Regions from separate parts of the Mus musculus genome. Here regions 2, 3 and 4 are each linked to region 1. The links are chromatin contacts, called in public promoter capture Hi-C maps. All regions are on one chromosome and are shown on one strand. The core of a region is the stretch at or near the end of the contact, and the rest is flanking DNA. Distances in the headings are between cores, read along the strand shown.

Evidence for each region. Promoter capture Hi-C pulls out the DNA fragments that hold promoters and counts their contacts. Capture Hi-C pulls out chosen DNA fragments and counts their contacts.
Region 2: a promoter capture Hi-C map of hippocampal neurons shows a contact between it and region 1, with 5 times the contacts expected there. The contact joins the promoter of Slc35d2 here to the promoter of Fbp2 in region 1. A contact is called at or near these places in 5 of 39 promoter capture datasets (the 3T3-L1 cell line, cranial neural crest, frontonasal cranial neural crest and 2 more), 1 of 115 datasets of contacts at active chromatin or transcription factors (astrocytes) and 1 of 9 other capture datasets (liver).
Region 3: a promoter capture Hi-C map of adipose tissue shows a contact between it and region 1, with 3 times the contacts expected there. The contact joins the promoter of 1810034E14Rik here to the promoter of Fbp2 in region 1. A contact is called at or near these places in 1 of 39 promoter capture datasets (hippocampal neurons) and 1 of 9 other capture datasets (adipose tissue).
Region 4: a promoter capture Hi-C map of liver shows a contact between it and region 1, with 2.1 times the contacts expected there. The contact joins the promoter of Ctsl here to the promoter of Fbp2 in region 1. A contact is called at or near these places in 2 of 39 promoter capture datasets (cranial neural crest and liver) and 1 of 115 datasets of contacts at active chromatin or transcription factors (pancreatic cancer cells).

What each region holds. Positions count from the first base shown.
Region 1 is chr13:62,856,846-62,859,796 of GRCm38.p6, reverse strand. It overlaps Fbp2 (fructose bisphosphatase 2), which reads left to right and starts at 1,397. Exons shown (of 7, transcript NM_007994.4): 1 at 1,397-1,669. The coding sequence starts at 1,500.
Region 2 is chr13:64,127,841-64,130,885 of GRCm38.p6, reverse strand. It overlaps Slc35d2 (solute carrier family 35, member D2), which reads left to right and starts at 1,556. Exons shown (of 12, transcript NM_001001321.3): 1 at 1,556-1,700. The coding sequence starts at 1,579.
Region 3 is chr13:64,247,360-64,250,453 of GRCm38.p6, reverse strand. 1810034E14Rik (RIKEN cDNA 1810034E14 gene) reads right to left here and starts at 1,754. Exons shown (of 3, transcript NR_045798.1): 1 at 1,251-1,754. The region is part of intron 1 of Cdc14b (CDC14 cell division cycle 14B); the gene reads left to right.
Region 4 is chr13:64,368,888-64,371,916 of GRCm38.p6, reverse strand. It overlaps Ctsl (cathepsin L), which reads left to right and starts at 1,397. Exons shown (of 8, transcript NM_009984.4): 1 at 1,397-1,681; 2 at 2,753-2,889. The coding sequence starts at 2,764.

The sequences.
Region 1 (2,951 bases), core at 148-2,647:
AGCCAGCTTGGGACCCAGAGCCAGGTCTGTCTGCCATCAGAGAAAGTTAGGATATCACAGTAACAGAGAGCATGGCCAACTCTAAGCAGTTAATTCTAGGTCACCTTTAAAAAGTATTTCTTTAAGCGTTTTTGTTGGGAGCTATTAAGATAACACTATTGTCCTGATCTCTGAATTGGGCCTCTTCCCCCGAGAAGAAAAGAGGGTCAAAAGCGGGCCACCGGCACACCGCTCCGAGAACAACCACAGATTGTTCCAGCCCTAAGTCAGCGCGGATGTCCTGACCTCAAGATACCCTGATACCGCCAAGTTCCTGCTTCCACGTGTAACTGCCTAAGAATGTGCAATTCTATTGCCCCTCCCCCACTGATAAGTACTTCTCCTTTTGCTTGTATTGCCCCATCCCTCCCGCTGATAAGTATCTGTACTTCCCCTTTTCCTTGTGCAATTCTATTGCCCCATCCTTCCTGCTGAAAGGCACTTCCCCTTTTGCTTGTGCATTTAAACCTCAGGCCTGACTAATACATTTGGGGGCTTTGATGCATTCTAGAAGGTCTCCGTGTCGTTATTCGCACAAGGCCCTCGTCCCTCTCTACCCCCCATTTGGTTCTTAGGAGGAGGTCCCCTCGAGACCCTCGAATAACTGGACCTGCTGGACGGGTCACCTTTTTATGAGACCATTTCGTGTGTCTGTCTCCTACACATGCTCCACTTACATGCTTGGTATCCTGGAGGTCAGAGAGGGCACTGGAGCTTCCCAGAACTAGAGTAAAAGTTGGTATTTGGACCCAAAGCCAGGTCCTCTGCAAGAGCAGCCAGTGCGGTCCTGATGTATGTTTTCAAATCAAGGGTTTTTAAAATAAAAATAAAAATCCAGAGAAACTGGCAAATCAACCCTGAGACTAGACACTCTGCTAGGAATGTAATATTATCTTCCTCATCCCTCCAGTTACACATGCTTAATAGAAGCAAGCCTGAAAGAACTCTTGCTCCAGTCACCCTGGGATTGCCATTAGTTTGTTATGTGACCTATGCCCCAGATAAAGAATCTGCCAATATGCCATCTGAGAGTCTCAACCGTGCAGAATGACACACAGTGGCGGCTAGCTGCAGAAAGCCCTCTTGCTTCCCATAGGAGGAATTTGTGAGTCATTTTATTAGCTAGTCTTCTTTCACCTGTGGCTGATCCTGGCTTCTTAGGATCAAACAAAACAAAACTGGGTGTAGAGATTGAGGCCAGCCCTTCCCTGTAGCGCAGTACTATTTACAGCCTGCTTCTTGCACTGTGGCAGCTGCCACCGTCAGGGAGGGAGGCCAGGGAAGTTTCCTTGAGGGCTTGTCCGGCTATCTGAGTCACGTGGGGTGGGGTTCATTTCCCTCGGACTTTGGCACAGTCAAGTGCAGGTGTGTCTTCAACGAGTAGGCTGTGAGGCTGCTGCCTTGAGAGAGCAAGGATTTCTACAAGGAGCAAAGGGAGGCTTTGGGATCTCATTTGCACAATGACGGACAGAAGCCCCTTTGAGACAGACATGCTGACCCTGACCCGTTACGTTATGGAAAAGGGGCGACAGGCCAAAGGGACCGGAGAACTCACCCAGCTGCTCAACTCGATGCTGACTGCCATCAAAGCCATCTCTTCCGCAGTGCGCAAGGCCGGCCTGGCCAACCTGTAAGTCCTGGAGAGCATGCGCAGGCAACCCAAGCCAGGGTGTGGAAGCCACAGACCGGTGCTTGTGCTAGAAACGGGGTCCAAAGCTAATTTGCTCTTTGTGCCGTAAGGACACTGCATTTAAATTCTTTAAGCCTGCTTTGATAAAGCAGCCTTTGGCATGTTTTGCAAGGAAAGGGAAAAACTGCTTAGCAACAAACTGCAGAGAAAAGTGTGACTACCGGTTACTTGGGATTATAATGGTAACACTATAGCTTGTTGCCTCAAAACCTATATTGAATTCTCATTACTTATATTTGCAAAGTCTTAATGGGACTTTAAAATGTGTTTTGATGCCTTTTTTTTTTTTTTTTTTTTTTACCCCGTACAGGTGTGTTCAGTTGTCATGACCTCTGTCAGTATTGTGGGGTAGAAATCACCAGAACACAGGTTAAGGGGGCTTGACTGTCATGAAAAGAACCTGGCTCAGTTTTCTCCATCTTCACGTGGTGTTCAGGAATCTGGACAGGCTGGGCTGGGGCAGGCACAGCAGAGCACCTTTGCTTGGTTCTCTTTTGCAAAACAGGGCCACGTTCATGCTGGAGTTGCTCTTGGCCACAGCCAGGAGTACGGTTTTAAGGCATGATGAAAAGAAATCACTTCCTTTGGACTTCCATTTTGATTCCAGTGAAGGGCCCCTCTGAAGTCGAAGGAAGGGACATACATGTGTGTGTGTGTGGGGGGGGGGGACCCTCGAAGAAGAGCCAACAAAGTCCACCTATTTAAAATGTTTATTCTCGATCGTGTGGTGCCTTTATTCCCAAACTGTGACAGCATTAATTTCATAATTGCAATCATAAAACCACCACAGAGCTTACTATGTACGTGTTTAGGAACAGATAACAGGACCCAAATTAAAGATGATTGATTGGCTCTTTCCCCGGCCCGTGCTGTCCCTTAACTGTGTGATTACTTCATTCGGCAAGAACGGCCAAGCGCTCTCTGCCTTTAAGAACATGCTTCCAGAATGGGCGTTGCCTGCATGTGTGAAGATCATCCCCGAGTAACATTAGATAGCGTCTTTGCTACTCCTGTGTTCCCGCTCTGCTATAATTAGGGCGGTTTCCTGTGGCCACTCAGGACTTTTGCCCACACTTTTAACCCCTCCTCCGTGCAGGCCTCTCGGCTCCACAGCAACTCTCTTGGCAGCGTTCCTTGTGTATCTGCCACAGTCTGCTTCTCAGTGGTTCAGCATCCGACCAAGGGCCATGAAGGTCTAGATAGTTAAGTGCTTTATTTAACT
Region 2 (3,045 bases), core at 307-2,806, 1.3 Mb before region 1:
TCTTTCTTTTTTTTTTTTAAAGATTTATTTATTATTATATGTAAGTACACTGTAGCTGTCTTCAGACACACCAGAAGAGGGAGTCAGATCTTGTTACAGATGGTTGTGAGCCACCATGTGGTTGCTGGGATTTGAACTCTGGACCTTCGGAAGAGCAGTCGGGTGCTCTTACCCACTGAGCCATCTCACCAGCCCCATCTTCTTTCTCCTTCTGCTCTGGGTACTTTTTTTTTTCTTCTTTTTTTTTTTTTTTTTTTTCGAGACAGGGTTTCTCTGTATAGTCCTGGCTTGTCCTGGAACTCACTCTGTAGACCAGGCTGGCCTCGAACTCAGAAATCCGCCTGCCTCTGCCTCCCAAGTGCTGGGACTAAAGGCGTGCGCCACCACGCCCGGTGTGGGTACTTTTTCTTAACCTACAACACACCTCAGTGGTACATGATGGAGAGAATGGTCATGTTGGCAGTTTTCTGTGCCCCTTCAATACCCCCAATGCAGAACACCCAGAAGAGATACACACAGATGGACCGGGGACACCTCCATGTTCTCCTATCCAAACCAAGCCGCTGATCTCCCCTAAGCTATGGATTGTTTGTTTCTGCTGGCATTTATCCAACTGCCAGGAATCTTCCCATGGTCCAGGTTGAGCTGGGCCTATACTCAATTTTGAACCAAGTCAGTGAGCCTGCGCTTTGGCCACGGAATGAGGAGCCCTTTGGACCTAACACTGGTGTGTGCAGTCAGAACTCAAAAAAACACTATTTTGGCTGTGGAATGCAAGTTAATACTGATCAAAGTGCAATACATCTGAACATGAGAACAAACTTGAGAGTCGTTCTACAGCTTTGAGCTTTTATTCACAAGAACCAGGGATCCTGGGGCTGCTGTCCTAGGGAGAAGTGGGCCTTTTGTGAGGGAGGCCTGAATTTACCAAAAGTGTCCAGAGGAAGAGAAGCCGAATACATGGCATTTATGGTGGATGCCAGTCTTAGGCATTTATGAACGAGAAACAGAAGCGTTCCGCACGAGCACTTGTCTTGAAGTATGCCTGGAAGCATTTTTAGTAATAGTTGTAAATTGGGAATTACCATCATGCCAACCACCGGGGTAGATGGGGGCGCTCTGAACACACGCAGGGAGGTGTAGCCCAGCACCACAGCTGATACACCCTAAGTACTCAGGGGGACTCTTGCCCTTTGTGGGGATGTTGTACTCAGATTTACGTGTTTGCTTGGTTCTGTTCATTTGTCAAGAACGCATCTGTAACTCACTAATCAGGCGCGTCCCGTAGGACATAAATTATACTTTTTAAAAACAAACAAACAAAAACGGAAACGAACCTCAGCCTTTCTGGGGGTGCCGGCTAAGGCAGTTTTTCGGCTTTCCCGGGAGGTGGACACCTCCAAGGAGAGAGCGCACTAGAAGCACCAGTGCGTGGTGCGGGGGTGCGGGGTGCGGGGTGCGGGGCGGGCCGTGGTCGGAGTTCGCGCCCAGGCTCTTCCTGTTCCTGCCGCACCCTCTTCCCGGGCCGCTGGGGGCGGGACCGCGGGCTGGGTTTGGGCCGGGCGGCGGAGGGCAGAGATGGAGGAGCCCAACGCGGCGCCGTTGCCCTCTCGCCTGGCCAGGCTGCTGTCGGCGCTCTTCTATGGCACATGCTCCTTCCTCATCGTGCTGGTCAACAAGGCGCTGCTGACCACATACGGGTGAGGCTGGTTATGAGGGATGCAGGGTGGCCGGGGCTTGGAAAGCCGAGTGTGCTCTGCCTTTACCAAGTCACTACCCAACAAAGTCCACTTGGGATCAAGAACATACACCAGCTGAACTTAAAAGCCACCTTTGCAAGCATTAAGTAAGTTCAGCAACTGAGAAAAAAGTGACGACTTATTTTAAGACAGGCATTCATCAGATAGTTCACGCTGGCCTCGAACTCAAATCCTCATGACTGAGCCTCTCTAGTGCTGTTATTACAGGTTACAACATCATAAACATAAATGTATTTTGAGCAAATCATTACCTTTTAATCTTCGTGGTGTTTTTGAGACAGGATTTCATGCACCCCAGGTTAACTTCTGGACTACCTAATAGTTTTCCTGTCTCCACCTTCCATGTGTGACACCACACCTGTTTTGTACAGAGGAAGCCACCCAAGGCTTTTCATTTTCACTGAGATACATCTCCAGCTCCAAGCAAAACAAACGAAACAAAACAAAAATGCATGTTCCACCGATTACATCTGGACTTGTGTGGTTTGTTTATATAGGCTAATCATCCATTCTCAAATAACCATCGTATTTCTGGATAATCAGAACAACTAGAAGTTTACAAGATCAGCTTTTTTTTTTTTTTTTTTTTTTTTTTTTTTTTTAAGATCAGAGTGGAATGCACCAGCAACTCTGTGCTTCTTTGAACTTATTTGTAAAGACTATAATAATATCCTATTTAATTCTACTCTGTGGTTGAATCCGGAGAGAACTGTGGTTTTAAATCTGGCCCCAGGGGTGATTGCTCCCTGGCCATACTTAGCATTTTCCTTAGATGCAGAACCTAGCTGACTATAAGCATGGTATTAACCTCCTAGGGCCTTGCCTGAGCTGCCACAACCCAGGGCTCTTTGTAAACCCCACAGTTCTGCTTTTTTTTTTTTGTCTTATATTTGGGAAAACTCAGATCCATATCGGGTCCACAAGTTGTAAGTCCAACAGATACTATTGAGTACCTACTATGCTGATCCCATGGTATGTTGTGGAAAAAATGGTATAGACCATGTGGAACATCTTCGATGGAAGTTCTACTTCAACAACAAACAGGTTCAAGAACTGATAAAGCATTGCAGATGTGACCCAAGAGAGAAGAGGGTCAGAGGTTGGGGCCAGAACATCAGGCAGAAGAGAGCAGCAAGAGCTTGGCTTCCTGGAAGAGCAGAGAGAAAGTCAACTTGGCTAGATGACTGGAAGGGAGTGACCAAGTACCAAGAAGACCCCCAGGAGAACTTTACAGGAGGGCGGGGACAGAGCCTTCATAAATTTAATGACAGTGTGTGCTCAGGAT
Region 3 (3,094 bases), core at 505-3,004, 1.4 Mb before region 1:
TAATATGTAACCAAAAGTTCAAAAGCTATAAAAAGGCATAAATCTTTCTTACTCTCCTTTGTTTCATGCTGGGTCATCTGCTCTAAAAAATGCTAAAACTGCTTAACAATTTTCTGACTTAGGTGTCAGTAGTTGCAGGCACACAGGTTTTAAGGCACACATGGAAGGCATCCTCACGGGTAGGGGTGCTTGCAAGACGGCCTGATGACTTTAGGTTGGTCACTGGAACTCACAAGGTGGCAGGAGATGAAAGGACCTCAAAGAGTGGTCCTCTGACTGCCACACACACATAATAATGAAAAGAAAAAAAAAAACCTCAAACTTTAAAATGGCATTTCTGTAATTTTTGTAATAATATAATTGAAACTGGGTTTGCTTGGTGAATTTAGAATATTCTTGACTTGCTTATTGTTTATTACTGTGAAAACTAAGGAATGTATCGCCAGGGCGGTGGTGGCGCACGCCTTTAATCCCAGCACTTGGGAGGCAGAGGCAGGCGGATTTCTGAGTGTGAGGCCAAACTCAGGTCTACAGAGTGAGTTCTAGGACAGCCAGAGCTACAGGTACAAGTATAGAAAGAATCCGTGCCCCATACTGACTGCTGTGGGGTGTGTGTGTGTGACAGAGAGAGAGAGAGAGAGAGAGAGAGAGAGAGAGAGAGAGAGAGAGAGAGAGAGAGAGAGAGAGAGAGAGAGGTAGGTCATGATCTCAGTCTGATACATCTGAGATTCTAGAATAAGGTTAAGAAATATGCAGGTCTTTGGGGATCACAAATAATGTGTCATTTTTAGGAGAACTTGCCCTTTTCATTTTCTTTCAAGGGACTTTCATTGGCGACTTTTCACTTCTCAGCACTTTTCTGTAGAAAGTTTGGGAAAACTTGGGGAGGTAATAAAGATCTACAGACTCAGCACCATATGACACCCAACAAAAGTGGGGTCAACTCCATCCCATCCTGTGTGTTAACTTGTTCCCTTGAGATTAAGAACATAGACTGAAAACTGTGAATGGTTGCTAGGAAGCACATCAACTGTTTTGCTTTTAGACCATCCCCATACCTTTAACATAGCAAATGACCGGAGTATTACATTTATTTTAATTAAAAATTTGTGCGCCCTACCCCCACTGTGTGGGGAGGTCAGAGGATAACTTTGTAGAGTGGTTTCTGGGCATTAAACTCTGGTCCTCAGGCTTACAACATTGAAGGGCAAGTACTTTTACCTGATGAGTTTTCTTTAGGGGAGACTGACCTTGAACTCTTGATCTTCCTTCCTCTTTCTGCCTCCACGTACTGGATTATATTCATGTCCAACTCCAGCAGAGTCACTTGGCAGTTTCCGAACTCTGGTGCAAGAGCCCAGGTGCAGGCCTGTCTGATCTGAGCTGTGACTCTCCGTTGCTTGGGTCGGGGAGTGCCCCCTGGTGGCAGGCAGCGGTGGTGGGCGGGAGACCGAGTTTGTGGGGAAGGTTGCGCCGGCCTGGCCTCTAAATCCTTTATCACGCGTGCCTGGGTCGTACCGGCCAGCCGGTTTTGAGCTGGCCCAGTGTACCCAAAGCTAGCTTAGTCGCTCCCTTTTCAAGACATCTGGTCTCTGGCCGCGCGTGCCTGTGTGTCTGCTTTCTTCCTTTGCAGGACACTTGGACCTAGTTGCGTGTGCTCGTGGGCCAGGTCTCTTTCCTTCTCTCTTTCTCCCTCTGCAGGGCGGCTGACCTCTGGTCGCGCCTGCCCGTGGGCCTGGCCCCTTTTGCAGGAGACTGGCCCCTGGCTGCCCCAGGGACGTCCTAGAGTTTGGACTTCCGGGGTTGGCTCCCAGTCTGCTGCTTGTCACCCGCCAGGGCGTTTCCGTGCCCATGCATGGGCGCGGCCCTTTAAACTTCACTGTTTTTTAGACTTTGGGGGTGTGGTCACACTTTCTTTTTTTTTCTTCCCGTCCGTCCGTCGCGGTCATCCCAGACTCGCGGGTCCTTCTCTTGCCCTGCTTTCCAGATGCTTTGGAGTCATGAGACGGGAGGGCGCAGGGACCCCTCTGATGGCCGAGGTGATCCGAGGTGAGTGCACGGGGCAGGACTTAGGATGGCTGGAGGAGCGACTTGCTGCCCTAGGAGCCCAACTGGCCTCCTTTCTGGGTCCACTGACTTTGGGGGTAAACCTTAATGTGCCTTAATGTGCTTGTGACCCCTATGTCCTACAGCCTCTCCACCCACCCTGTGTGGGAGCTGGTGAAATTCCCAGTCCAGCCAAAGATCAAAGGTCATTTGTGATTAGAAAGGACAAAGCCCTGTCACCCATTTGAATGCGGCTGCAAGAAGTTTGTTGCATTTACTAGGAGATATTTGCAGCTGTTCTGAGAGAGGAGATACAGATTGGAAAGTTTAAAGTACCATTTGAGAAAAGGACGTCTCGGCTCTTGTTTCTTACCACTTTGATTTTTGCCATGTTTTGGGTGTAGGTATCTGAGTGCTGTTAAGATGTTGCCTTTTTCTGGGGGTTGGTGGGAATAAAGATGGATGGAGCCTTTGAACATCACTTCCCTTCTTGCTGAACTCCACAGCATCTGACTCATGCAACACAGATTCTACCCCAGTCTGGCCTCCCCTCACATTCACCTTGATTTTAAACAGCAATTTATAAGAAACCCAAAGCAGTGATTCCAATTTAAAAAATACGTATCTATGAGATTAATTGTATAAACATACCACCTTGTGTTCTATAGTTGTAAACAGCAACATGTATTTTCATGTATTGCTACATGTATTTTCAGTGTGTCATCGTAAACTTAATGCATGGTTATAGGCTAGCTATCAGAGGTATGCTGAATTTCCTGAAATTTCTTAGTCTAGTTGCTGCAGAAACTGAAACAGTACCACTACATGAAATAATCACCTACCACCATGGTCCTTACTAAGATTAAGACAATTTCTTCTTTAAAGCTTTGCTTATTTATTAATATTCACCAAAGAGACTTTTTGAAGTTACACATTGTCACCTCTGCCATCTGAAACATGGGGTGGGGTGGGGGGGACACAACAAAATCAAACAAGCCATCTTTGAATTCATCAGAAAGGAGTTGGGTCTTGGCTGGGGACACCTGTT
Region 4 (3,029 bases), core at 148-2,647, 1.5 Mb before region 1:
TCACTTTTAAAAAAATACTTCTTTTAGGGCCAGGAGGTAGTGGCGCACTCCTTTAATCCCAGTACTTGGGAGGCAGAGGCTGGCGGATCTCTGTGAGTTTTGAGGACAGCCTCATCTATAGAGCAAATTCCAGGACAGCCAAGGCTACACTGAAAACCCTGTCTCAGAAAATATTTTAAATACTATTATAAAAGACATTACAAGTCAGGCAGTAGTGGCGCACGCCTTTAATCCCAGCACTTGGAAGGCAGAGACAGGCGGGTTTCTGAGTTCGAGGCCAGCCTGGTCTACAGAGTGAGTTCCAGGACAGCCAGGGCTACACAGAGAAACCCTGTCTCAAAAACAAAAACAACAACAAAAACAAAACAAAAAAAAAGACAATACAAATTTTTAAAAATCACATACTGAAATTAACCAAACTCAAATATTATAAAGCTTCTAAACAGAATAGCCAATAAAAAAAATCTTATATGGCTAAAAAAAAATTACACTTTACCGAATTATTTTCTTTCAATCTTACCTATACCTGTATATATATTTTTTCTCTATCCAAGTAATTTCTTCAAGCTACACAACTACAGCCTTCTATTAAATATTACTCTTCTTGAGTGAGGAAGAGGAAACTAAAGCGGATAGCTCGGAGATAGCTTTAATCCCGGCTCTTGAGAGGCAAAACCAGGATGCCTGTGATTGCCTGGTCTACATTATTAAACCCTATAACCCCTATCTCAAACACATACTTATATCTTTTCCAGCGAATTTATCAAATTCCAGAAGTGGCGCATGCCTTTAATCCCAAAACTTGGGAGGCAGAGGCAGGCGGTTCTGAGTTCGAGGCCAGCCTTGGTCTCCAGAGTGAGTTCCAGGACAGCCAGGGCTACACAGAGAAACCCCGTCTCGAAAAGACAAAAAAAAAAAAAAAAAGGAAAAAGAAAGAAAAAAATTGAAAGTAAGAAAAACAATTCATAATGTAAAGTAGGAAAACAGTCTCCATCGTTCTCAACCGCTTTTTTTCTTTTCTTTTCTAGCCACCATCCTACAACCCCACCCCCACCGCCGCGTCCCCGCCTGCCACGAAAAGAATTTCTACCAGACTTGAGAGAAATGCTCCTAAGGAACAATCCATGTATAGGTAAGGCAGGAAGTGCGGCGTTAGAAGCCACGTGCTGATCTAAATTCTATGGACACCCGTCCAGCCAGACCCTGGAGAGGTGACTCTGTCCTCCGCTCTGTCTTCTTCCACTTACATCAGCATTGTTGTGGGTTAAACAGAAACCACGGGTTATGCAACTCTCCACCCTGCACATTTTAATCTACAACTTTCATACAAAAGGAAAGGTATGGCTGAGGTGGAAATTCCACAGCAGGCCTTTTTTTTCCTACGCTTTTCTTACAGAACCAAGGCACCACGCTGGCGTGGACCCTCCAAAGTGGATCAGCCTCGCCCCAAGGCTTGCACCACAGGACAGGTTACGACCCGGCGGCGTCACGCGCCCGGACTCCCGCAGGCTCCGCCCCGAGGCAGGCATAGCCAATGACGGGGCGGGGGCGGGCCCTGTCGGGGCTGTAGCCTGAGAGGCTTTAAAGCCTGAGCCCGGCGCTGTTCCTCCAGATTCTCGGACCTCGGCGACCTCCGGGGATCCGAGTTTGCAGACTTCTTGTGCGCAGCTAGCCGCCTCAGGTGAGTGACCCCCGCGGGTTTAAAGGCTTCCCGAGCAAGGGCAGGTAGGGGAATCTAGAATGTGGGAACCATAGCATCTGCAACCCGGACTGGAGACCCCCGGATGGGCCAGGATCTCGAGGATGTGTCCTCGGCCTCCCCGAAGTGATAGGCCCTTGTTGTCGAGCGGGGTCTTCATCAGGTCATGTGACTCCGGGCTGCCGGGACCCGTAGGGACAGCGGGACCCCCTCAAGCTGGTCACGGGACCCAGGGCTCCTTGTGCCGCCATAACATTCGCGGGCGGTGGCCGCGAGCGCGGAGCGGACGCCCATCCCCCTCTCCCCCGGACGGGCCCAGCTTGGCCCCTAACCCGAACTGAGATCGCATAAGGAGGCATCGCCTTGAGGCTTCAGTTCGCCTGATGTGCAGCTGTGCGTTAAAGTGTGTGGTGGCAACCCACCCTCTGGGTACTCCTGTATGCCCACTTGGGGTCACTAATACTTGTCAATAAATGACCTGGACCCAGTTGTCCTCTTAAGATTCTGACGCATACAATATCGGAAGACTTAAGACTACCGTGGCGCTATAATAAGAGAAAGTGGGGGGGGGGCTGTCGAGATGGTTCAGCGGGTAAGAGCACTGACCGCTCTTTCAAAGGTCCTGAGTGCAAATCTCAGCAACCACATGGTGGCTCACAACCACCCATAATGAGATCTGACACCCTCTTCTGTGCGTCTAAAGTCAGCTACAGTGTACTTATGTATAATAATAAATCCTTAAAAAAAAAAAAGCAAGAGAAAAGGGTTTACCCCTGTTCCAATGACTACTAGGCTGTTTTTGTTTCAGTAGCTAGAGTCTAGGAACCTCCAAAGATTAATTCCTGACTTGTTTTTCTCCACTCATAATCACATTTGTTAACACGTGCAAGGATGCTTCAACTCAGAACGGTTTACTGCTGGGCTGGTGGCTCATGGATCCCTAAACTTGAGAGATGGGTCATTGAAAAAGTTTAAAGCCTAAACTACATGAGAAACTGTCCTTAAAAGAGAAAGCTTCCGTGGGATTCTCATTTCCTCTTTTTCCTTCCCTAGGTGTTTGAACCATGAATCTTTTACTCCTTTTGGCTGTCCTCTGCTTGGGAACAGCCTTAGCTACTCCAAAATTTGATCAAACCTTTAGTGCAGAGTGGCACCAGTGGAAGTCCACACACAGAAGACTGTATGGCACGGTTTGTAGTGTTTACATTGTCTAGAGAGAATGGTCTTCCTTGCCCTTGGAAGTGTTTGTTTGGTTGGTTGGGTTTTGTTTTTGTTTTTCCAAGTCAGTGCTTCTCTGTGTGTCCCTGGCTGTCCTGGAACTTGTTCTGTG